Regions from separate parts of the Mus musculus genome. Here region 2 is linked to region 1. The links are chromatin contacts, called in public promoter capture Hi-C maps. All regions are on one chromosome and are shown on one strand. Each heading gives the region's core, a stretch centred on a gene start, on an enhancer-like site or on the middle of the called end of the contact. The rest is flanking DNA. Distances are from core to core; before and after follow the strand shown.

Evidence for each region. Promoter capture Hi-C pulls out the DNA fragments that hold promoters and counts their contacts.
Region 2: a contact with region 1 is called in a promoter capture Hi-C map of embryonic stem cells, with 4 times the contacts expected there. The contact joins the promoter of Slc6a17 here to the enhancer-like site in region 1. A contact is called at or near these places in 7 of 39 promoter capture datasets (the 3T3-L1 cell line, cranial neural crest, embryonic stem cells and 3 more), 1 of 484 Hi-C or Micro-C datasets (embryonic stem cells), 2 of 115 datasets of contacts at active chromatin or transcription factors (VIP interneurons and bone marrow-derived macrophages) and 3 of 9 other capture datasets (adipose tissue, liver and pancreatic islet).

What each region holds. Positions count from the first base shown.
Region 1 is chr3:107,354,954-107,360,058 of GRCm38.p6, forward strand. No RefSeq gene overlaps it. Among named protein-coding and RNA genes, the nearest start is that of Gm35700, 7.3 kb to the right of the region's middle. Within about 2 kb of position 2,143, at least 96 of the 459 cell types and tissues checked have an H3K27ac peak or open chromatin away from gene starts, as enhancers often do. A contact at or near this core is called in adipose tissue, embryonic stem cells and liver, where this site is marked.
Region 2 is chr3:107,514,874-107,519,978 of GRCm38.p6, forward strand. Slc6a17 (solute carrier family 6 (neurotransmitter transporter), member 17) reads right to left here and starts at 3,145. Exons shown (of 12, transcript NM_001293689.1): 1 at 2,733-3,145.

The sequences.
Region 1 (5,105 bases), core at 893-3,392:
TTTGATAATCATACTAGAGTGCCTTTTGAAGGATGTTCTCCCACTCCTATTCCCTGAGGTAATTCTCTTTTAGCTCCCTCACAGTACCACATGAAAGGCAAAAGGAGAGATTCTCAAAGGTATATGCACAAATTCAGGCAAGAGTGGTACAGCTTGAGGCAGTTCTGCAGTTGGGTTGAGTGTGGAAAGAGTTAAAGTGTGTATGCATTCGCACTCATGCTTGTCATACAATACACATGCCCACGTGGGTATGGGCACTCATGTGTACATGTGGAGGGCAGAGGTCAGTATTAGTTAGTTGTCCAGTTTATTTTTCAGGACAGGATCTCAGTCCTAATTAGTTTTGATTGTTACCTAAATACAGTCCAGGGTTATCTGAGAAGGAAAGCCTTGACTGAGGAATTGCCTAGATCATGACGGCCTGTGGGCGTGTCTAAGAAGCTTGTCTTGATTAGGAATTGATGTAGGAGGGTCAAGTCCACCATGGTTGGTTCCATTTCCTGGGAAGAGGTATCCGTCCACATAAGAAATGTAACTAAAGCCGGGCAGTGGTGGTGCACGCCTTTAATCCCAGCACTTGGGAGGCAGAGGGCAGGCAGATTTCTGAGTTCGAGGCCAGCCTGGTTTACAGAGTGAGTTTCAGGACAGCCAGGGCTACACAGAGAAACCCTGTCTCGAAAAACCAAAAAAAAAAAAAAAAAAAAAGAAAGAAAGAAAGAAAGAAAAGAAGGAAGGAAGGAGGGGGAGAGAGAGACAGACAGACAGACAGACAGACAGACAGACAGACAGAAATGTAACTAGGCACTAGCCTGTGAGCTAGCAAACTAGTGAGCATCATCGTCCAATGGTTCCTGCTGGACTGAGATGTAACACTACAAAAAAAAAAAAAAGAAAAAGAAAAAAATTCACTTTCAGGTTCCTGCTTTGACTTTCCTCTATGTTGTCCTGTGACTAGGAAGGGTAAACTAGATGAAACAGTCTTTCCTTAGATTGCTTCTAGTCAGTTACTTAACATTAACAACAGACAGGAAATGGTACCTGGCTAACAATCAGGGATCCGCCCATCTCCACCCATCTCACCCACCCCACACTAAGCTTATTACTGCCAGGTTTGACTGACTTTTACCAGGGTTCTGGGGTTCCCAGCTCAGATTCTCATGTTTGCACCACAAGCGCTTTACTGAGTGGGCCCAGCCTCTTAAGTGTAGTTTTGAATACTAACTGTGGAAAGTCAGGTGGGAAGAATAGCCCATCCTTTATGCGGTTGTTTGAATACGTTAAACACAGCACATGACTGCTTGATTCTTTTTCTCTGCTTTACTTAGGTTTTGGTTTCTGTTCTTTCACGTTTTTCAAGATGCAGAGCCAGCAGTGTTCTTGGAATGAACACCCAAGGTTTGGGGATTGGAAGGTTGGGTGTGAGCATCATTGTTTTTTTCTTCCTGTATAATCACCAGAGAAATATTTTCTTCTCTGTGGCCCCACTTTCCTCATCCTTAAATTTAGTTTAAAAACAAAATAACAAATTTCATTCCCTGATATACAGCACATGAAAGAGCTCCGTACGTACATTTTAAATAGAAAACACAGTATACATAGAAATTAAAAGCCTCTCCAATTCTTTTACCATACTACTCAGAGGGCTGCTGTGGCAGGCTGTCATGACCTATAAAACCGTCAGCACTAGGTGGTCCTTTTGTGAGTCTTCTAGACTTTTTGGTTTTTAAGATGTCTTTATCAAGACAAATCTCTCAAAAGTAGAGGGCTCTGAGTGGGCTTTCTGCTTGTGTTTAGGGAAACGGAAGTCTCAGAGATGTAGTTGCTAGTGAAGGCTCTGAAAGGCCACCAGGAGGGCAGACAGATCAAACTTCTGAGTGATGACCTGGGACAGAGCCAGGACTTCCAGTAGATGTGTCAGGAACAGATTCAGTAGCAAGTAAAAAGAGTGTTCTGAAGATGCCACAAGAAAACAGAAGCAACGACTCGGAGAGGAAACGAGATAATCAAGGAGGGACTTCAGATGGCTTTAAGGGACTGGTCAGAGGTAACGCAACAGGTGGTGGGGCAACTTACTGACTTGGCTTTGCTGACTCAGTTCTCCCTAGCCAGGCAACAGTCCTTGAGGGAGGGAAGAGGAGGAGCCTGTGGGGAAGCAAAAAGAAGGAAAGCAACTGGGGAATTGGGCCCTGGTTTGGCTGAATGTAACGAGTTTGCAGAGCAGCAGTCCTGACTCTGGCCTCCTTAGGCCCCAGAGCCTAGAACGGTACACAATCCTCTTACTCAGTTAACTCAGCAAACATTTATAGGCCTGCGAGTCAGTTCCCCGCAGTAGACCCACGTGGGATTGCTAGCCCTGGCGAGCCTCCTGCCTAGCGACCAGCAGAGGGCAGAAAAGACCCGCAGATGCCAAACTCTGCACAGCCTGCAGCCTAGCTTCTGGCGGGGAGGGGGGCGGGGGGAGGGGTGTGGGGAGAAACTAGGTCACTTGGTCCTGCCAAATGGCAACATTGACAGGGGTGGACACACTGGGACTCAACACAGAAACTGTGAGGCCTCGAACACCACCTTGCCAAGAGCACTCATGCCTCTGGGCTTGCAGAAGTCACCGTTGCTTGTAGAGGGAAGGATGAGATCGTGTGTGTGTGTGTGTGTGTGTGTGTCTGTGTGTGTGTGTGTGTGTGTGTGTCTGTGTGTGTGTGTGTGTGTCTGTGTGTGTGTGTCTGTGTGTGTGGTCTGTGTCTGTGTGTGTCTGTGTGTCTGTGTGTGTCTGTGTGTGTGTGTCTGTGTCTGTGTTGGGGGGGTGTTTGGTTTATTTTGCTTGAAATAGCTTGCTGCAGTACTTGGCTTTTTTTTTTTTTTTTAGATAAATTCTCACTCCAGACTCCAGGCTGGCCTGGAACTTAGGGTCCTCCTGCCTCACAGTGATGTACAGCTACATGTGGGATAGCTCAGGGTCGGGGCAAGGAAGTTCTTCCATCAAACAATTAAGTAGCAGGCTCACCTCAAGCTGTGTTTTAGAGTAAAGGGGAGGCCAGACCCATGCAGAGCACTGATGGGTGGGGCAGGTTGCCTCAAGAGAGTTTACCAAAGCTCAGAGCCCTCTTTGGTCTGGGAGGAAACTTCCATTTGGAGGTGAGGGGGAGGGCTAAGTGGACGGATGTGGCTAGGTGAATGCCAGATCATATTTCTTAATGGTTAGAGGACAGACTTGGAGTCAGATTAGCTCTTTCTCTTAGTCTTGCCAACCAGAGGTTATGAAACCTTGAGTCGGCCATTTCCAACCTCGTTTTTCTCCTCTGTAAGCTGGTGAGACTGTCATAAAGATGAAGTGGAAGAACTCTCCAGTGTGTGAAAGTGTTGTTGAGTCTCCTCCCCTCTGTCCTTCTTAGTGGCACACCATGTACCAGAATCATATCTGTGACAGGTACCTCTTGTGCTGGACAGGGAGGAGGGACACCCACGAGGCTATTAGTCCTTCAAGTAAACTTGTCCTTCAGGAATGCTGTTACAGTGGGGCCAGGAGGCTCCTCTCCATCGATGCACATAGTACCCTGCTACTAGAAAATGTGGGTGTCTGGGGCAAATGTTTTTCTGGCTCCTCAAATCACAAGGCCTTTGGGGGACGAGGAATTAGTAAGTTAAAAATGGTCTTGATGAGAGGAAAGTTGGAGACAGGATGATACTCCATTTCTTCTCATGGACTCTGTGAAACGTAGAAGGTCCATCTGAGTGCCTTGTCTAGGACTGCTTTATATGAGTGAGTCTGGAAGACATTATGCTAAGTGAAACATGCCAGGCTTGGAAAAACAAATACTGCATGCTCTCCTGTGAGGAAGCCAAAAGTCAATCTCGCTGAAAATGAGCACGGGATGGTCGTGACTCGAGGCTGGGGAAGGGCTGGCTAATGCATAGCATTGTGCAGGAGGAATATATTCTACTGTCCTATCATCACAGTAGGGGGACATAACTTATGGTATATTTCAAAAGAGCTGAAGGAAAGGTTTTGGAATGTTTCCGACATAAAGAAGAGATATATGATTGAAGTATGCTAATCACTTTAATCCAATCATTAAACATTGTATATAGTATTACAACTATCACAATTCACCTCATAAATATGAATAGTTATTTTGAGGTTTTTTTTTTTAAAGAGCAACTTGTGAGTGTTTTCTCTTCATTAAGCCCTGCAGCAATACCTGTGCTGCCTTTCTATGTCAACAGAAGGAAATCAGGCATGGATGCTCTTACATAAAACAGCTAAGCACAGTGTTCCATACTTATTACTTGGCAATGAGGCAAGAACCTTGGAGAACTAGTTTGAGGTTTTAGTGATCAAAAAATAAATGAAAATGAGGCTCAGAGAACCATGCAACCAGGGAAAGGAACTTTCCCGTCCTTTTCTATGCTCTTAGGTTCTTTCTCTGTGACCATTTGGACATTTGGCTGGATCCCCGCATTGGAGTCTCTGCCTTTGGGAAAGGCTCTTCCCGAAGTCCTTCCGTTCAAATCCAGTCAGTGCTTGTGTTACCCAGCCTCAGAAGAGAGACACTCGGAACTCTTCCAGTCAGACCAGCTCGGAGCTCAGCAAGTGCTCTAAGGCTGATAGGTCCTGCATTAGCTGTGTGGTCATGAGCACATGACTTGATAAACAGTACTCATCCGATTTAGAATCCCAGCACCTGCTGTGTAGGTTGTGAGACCTGACACAAGGTGTTCAAGCTTCCTATGTCAGTGCCCTCATCTGTATGGAGACAATAACAGTATCTACTATATGAGCAGTATTTACTTTGTCTTCGTTTTTTGTTTTTGTTTTCAGTTCCTATTAAACCAATGTTTCTCATCCTTCCTAATGCTGTGACCCTTTAATACAGTTCCTCATGTTGTGGTGACCCCAACCATAAAATCATTTTCGTTGCTACTTCATAACTGTAATTTTGACACATGAATCATAATGTGAATATCTGTTATGCAGAGTATTGGATATGTGACCCACATGAAAGGGTTATTCGACCTCCAAAGGGGTTATGACCCACAGGTTGAAACCACTGTCTTAACCTGAAATTAGAAGCAAGTATATGCTGTTTAGCTTTCTTTCTTTCTTTTTT
Region 2 (5,105 bases), core at 1,895-4,394, 160 kb after region 1:
TCTGGAATCCTTTCATCTCTGTTTCTATTGGATGTTTCCAGACAAAATACGGAAGGCATTGACTTCTGAGTAAACATGCAATGTAATCACACACACACACACACACACACACACACACACACACACACACTTTCAGTAGTCAGTTGGAGTCTCATGGGTCAACCTGGACCTTTTCTTGCTACCTTAGGGATCTTATGATCTGTGTAGCCCTGGCAGTCCTAGAACTCACTCTGTAGACCAGGTTGGTCTCAAACTCACAGACATCTGCCTCTGTCTCCGAAGTGCTGGGATTAAAGGTGTGTGCCACTACCTCCCAGTCATGTTCTTCATTCTTAAACCGAATTCATCTTAGGTCAGCCCTAGATTGGGGACTTTATAGAAGAGAAGGACAAGAAGCCCAGAACCCCTTAAGAAAGTGGGAGATCCATTCTCCTCTTTCCCCTCTAGAAAAAGCAAACCTCAGTTCTGCTGAGCCTTTCTTTTGAAGCTTCTAACTCTGCTCTAGATAAGACATGTAGGTAGGGAGATGGCAAGACATCTCCAAACAAAGAGAAAGAACCCCTGAAGTCTACTCAGCAGGTACACCAGCCTGGGAACAGGCCACAGTCATAAATAATACCAGTGAGTCAAGGTCTCTCTGCTGGAGTCATCCAGGAGCTATTGTAAATGCTCACACTGCTCACCTCACACAAGCCTGCTTCTTGTTCCAGCTTCCCCTTCCAGAGGAGACCTGAGAGTTGGAGTTGGCTCCATTTGAAGTTGAGTTGTGGGTTCAGTCATACAGAGTCTTACACACACACACACACACACACACACACACACACACACACACACGCACGCACACCATGCTCAGAAGCATAGCTGAGGTGAGGGAGATCATCTCTGGCTGAGATCCATAAGGGAAGAGGTGGGAACCCAACATCGGGGTGGCACCTGCCATGTCTAGCACTGGCCACAAAGTAAGAAAAATGGTACCAAGAGCATCCTCCTTAACAACTTTGAAAACAGATGTTCCAGGATGCAGTGGCTTGCTCAAGGTCACCATGTTGGCACATGATGGAACATTAGGCCAAACTGTGACCACAAGCACGGGACCCCTCTGCAGCCTGGTGGTACTCACCATCCCCATGGGGACAGAGTTCAACAGGCCCTCCTTAACAGCAGGCAGACTGAGATCTACTCTGAAGACTTGGCTACCCCTACACTACCTGCAAGCTCAGGCCATTCCAGCTCACGAGTCCTGCTAAAGAACTCCAAGGAACTCACAAACAGCTGACACACGACTCTGTGTGACTCAGGCTAAGCCAACTCCAATCAGAGCTGGTGGGCACGATTCCCCTCCTGCACTGAGTCACCAAAGGCTAAGCTGCAGAAATTCTCTATTCGACTCAACCACCTACTTAGCCACAGCTGCTCCATTAGAGGAAAAGGGAACACAGGAGCTAAAACCTCTGATGGCCTTGTCCACAGCCAAGGGCAACCAGGTGTGACCTGAAAGTCCTTCTCTCCCAAGAGATGGACCTAACTTACTAGATGGTATAATGTGAGAACCGCGGGAGGTGCAAGATGTTTAAGCTCCACATAGCCCACCAAAATAGATACTAAAGTTTTGGTACCGTTTTTTATGGAGCCATTGCAGGGTTTTCTCAGTCCCTGGCAGTTTTTTTGTTAAAAGGGCAATAACAGTCTTTCTTCTTCATCCCCACTCAACCCAACCCAATCCAACCTGCTTCTTGTTCACAACTGAACTGCCTCCCATAGTAGAAATTTCCTAATTCACATGTCCCATTAAACTATTTCTAAGGAGGAAGAGAAAAGGACAGAGGGAGAGAAAGGAGGAGGGAGGGAGGGTGAAGAGAGGGAGGGAGGGAAGTTTTCAAAGAATAAAACCCACTTGACTGCTACTGGGTCCGAGTAGCCTCAAAATTGAACTTGAACACAAGATAGAGCTGTTTGGGCTTTTAAAGAGGATGAAGCATCAGGCTTCCTTCTCAGGCGGCCGCGCCCCTAGGGGAGCAGTCCTGACGTACTGCGAACATCCCTTCAGAGCCCTGTCTGCACAGGTTTAAATGTGGCGGAGGCCTCTCTCCAGACAGCTGGCCCCTCTAGACTGTGGCCCCCAGTGCACATCACCTGTCTCTGCCTTTCGGTCCCCAGATGTGCTTCCCTCCTGGGAGGAAGGGCTCTTCCACTCTAGCCCCAAATTCACTGAGGAGCAGCCCCAGGGCTGGGAATTAAATCTCGGGCGCGAACGTTCTGCTTCTCTAGCCAATGTTACCGTCAAGGTCACGGGCCCGTGGCCGAGTGTCTGAGGCTGGGGTCTCCAGCAGCGCCGGAGCCTCCCCGTGGGGCTGCGCCCTAGGCGCGCTCCAGGCGGAGGGACCCACCGAGCTGGCCTCGCTGGCTCTTCATTAGTGCTCGCCTCTTCAGCTGTCCTGTTACCTCCGGAGTTCTGGGGCATCCTGAGCTCCAGAAGCTGAAGCTCAAGTCCAACCTGTGCAGGAGCTGCCGTGCACCCTTGACGCGCCAGAACGTCGCCGCCCCGGGCCTCCGTCGCCAGGCAACGATGGCTGGAGCGGCAGGAGGAGCCCCTGAGCCAGCGCAGGTCGTGTGGACCCAGAGAAAGCGCCGCCTTGCACGCTTTCAGGCCTTTCAGGCTGAGGCGGGGCCGCGCAAGCAAAGTTGCCGTGGCTGTCCCAGGGATGCCATTCGGGGAGCAAACAGCGACTCACCTGTCCCGCGTGGGCCGTCGCGCGGACTCGGCCCCTGGATTTCCGCCGAGTGGCCGTGGTCCCGGACGGGTCGTGGGTGCACCGTCCTTCCCGAGGGCAAGGGGAGTCAGGCAGCGACAGGCCCCAGCTGGGGCTGGGGGACCTGGAGCTGCGCGCGCCGGCGCACGCGACTCAGCTGGCTTGTCGCTCCCTCCGTCGCCGTGAGTCCCAACCCTGCTCCCGCCCTCCGCTCGCTCGGGGCTCTAGGGAGCCGCCCCGGGGCTCAGATCCCGCCGCGGAGGGAGCGCGTGGCTGCGAAGGCCCCGGCCGAGTGCCGTCGTCCCCGTGCCCGGTCCGCGTCGGCTCTGCGGAGCGGAACGGAGCTGGGCGGAGCGCGGCGCGCGCTGTTCCCTCGCTTTCCGAAAGGCCACCCTGGCGGCGGGGCGCCGTGACGCAGGCTTGACTCACGCGCGGGCCCGCGTCAATGCGAGGCTCCCCGGCTGCGTGCGAGGCTCTGATGGCGGACCCAAACAGAGTGGTGGGTAGGGAGCAGGAGAGGGGTTGCCGAAAGAAGCCTCTTGAGATCCGAAGGCTCTCTTTAGGCATCTGCTCTCAGGAAAATAAACTGCCATGGCCAAAGGCCTCCTGAGCCGAGGACCTCACCTGTCATTACAGACTCACCTTCTTTTGACCCTCTCAGGATTCCAGTCCCACTCAGTGGTTATTCTTTCCATCTCTACGTGGATGGTGCCTCGATTCCCACCTTTGGCTGCCCCTTCCCCCTGGCATTCTTCCATCCTATCACCCCACAAGGCCAACCTCTACACAACTCAAAAACCTGACAGATGAGTCTAGTGAGGGCAGTAAGAGAGAGGGAAATTGTGACTGGGTACCAAACAGGTGTTGAAGGATGCTGGCCCCAAGGGATACGTAGACAAAATGAGGAAAGGCAGCCATTGTGGAGGGAATGTATTTATTTGCTCAGGGTGAATGCAAAAGTGTAGACTATGTGCATACAAGTGGTTGCCTGAGCAGAAACAGCTGGCGAATGACAAAAAGTGACAGGGCCTGTCTGGCTAGAAGTGCTGTTCGGGAGTCTGAAATAATTGTCTCTGCTCTAGAGGACCTTTGGTATTTCCAAACAAGTACCTGTTTGGAAGGGGTGGAGGAAGTGAGATCATGATGGAGACCAGAAGCAAGTACTGGGATAGTCTGTACTTCAGTCTAACTAGCTGGCTGGCCACCGATTTATGGATGATGACTGAAGACACAGAAGCCCAGGGGCCAGAAACAAAGCACATGTATTGCAAGTGAAATGATTCAGATTCGGATCAGTTTCTCAAGTCCTGTGGGAGGGCTTCAAGTTTAGGGAAGCCTAAATGTTTTATAGTGGACTCTAAGAAAACTCACAGGTGATTTGCCCCTACAGAATTTTTATCATAATGAACAGCAAACAACACTTCCCTCCACCTTCTCTGTTCTCTGAAGCAGATCGCTATGCAAAGATCCACCAGTTTACTGTGCAAAGATCCTCCAGTCCTTACTGGAACAAAAAAAAAACATCAGTTCCTTGGCCCGTGAGACATCTGGACATGAAAGATACCCATTGAGAATGATCTCTGCCAATAGATGGTTCTTTTAGTTAACAAGTATTTAGCAAGTCTATTGTTTGCTGAGCACTGTTGCAGTCCTATGGATGTTACAGGGAAGACCCATCATGATCCCTGCCCTCACAGAACATATGTTCTGGTGGACTTAACCAGGAAATCAGCAGGATGGAGGTACACCGAAGGAAGAAGTGAGTAATGTAAGAGGTGTGGAGGAGGTGAACAAACCCAGTGAGACAACTGAGATGCAGAGAGGGGGCGAGAGGAAGGAGAACCTCAGATAAAGGTGGTTTTAAGGAAAGGAGTTTTAGAGTTTGTGTAATGATTGCAAAGAACTTTTGAGCCCAGTGAGCCTAAGTTTTTTTAATCTAGATTGTCATCACTTACATACCCTGAGTAGGATTTATAACCTAATGAGCCTAACGGTGCATACTGTAAGAAAATGCAATCCTATACAGTTGCTGTTATGATCACATAAGATGATTATTTTAAATTATTTGATGTCACATGTGCTTGATAAATGGCAATTATTGGGTGACTGTATTGTCACTAAACTAAACAAAAAAACAAAAACAAAAACAAAACACCTAGGAAGAAGAAATTTGGGGAAGAAGGTAAGTATATATATCAGATAGAAGTCCCTTGTCTCATCATAGCCACTTGCTGACAACCTTAATCCTGAATAGGCTCAATACCTGGTTTCTTCATGCAAAGTTCTCGGTGGGGGGGGGTGCGGAGGGGGGAGCGTGAAGTCACCATCTCCCTCTACCTTCTCGGTCGCCAGCCT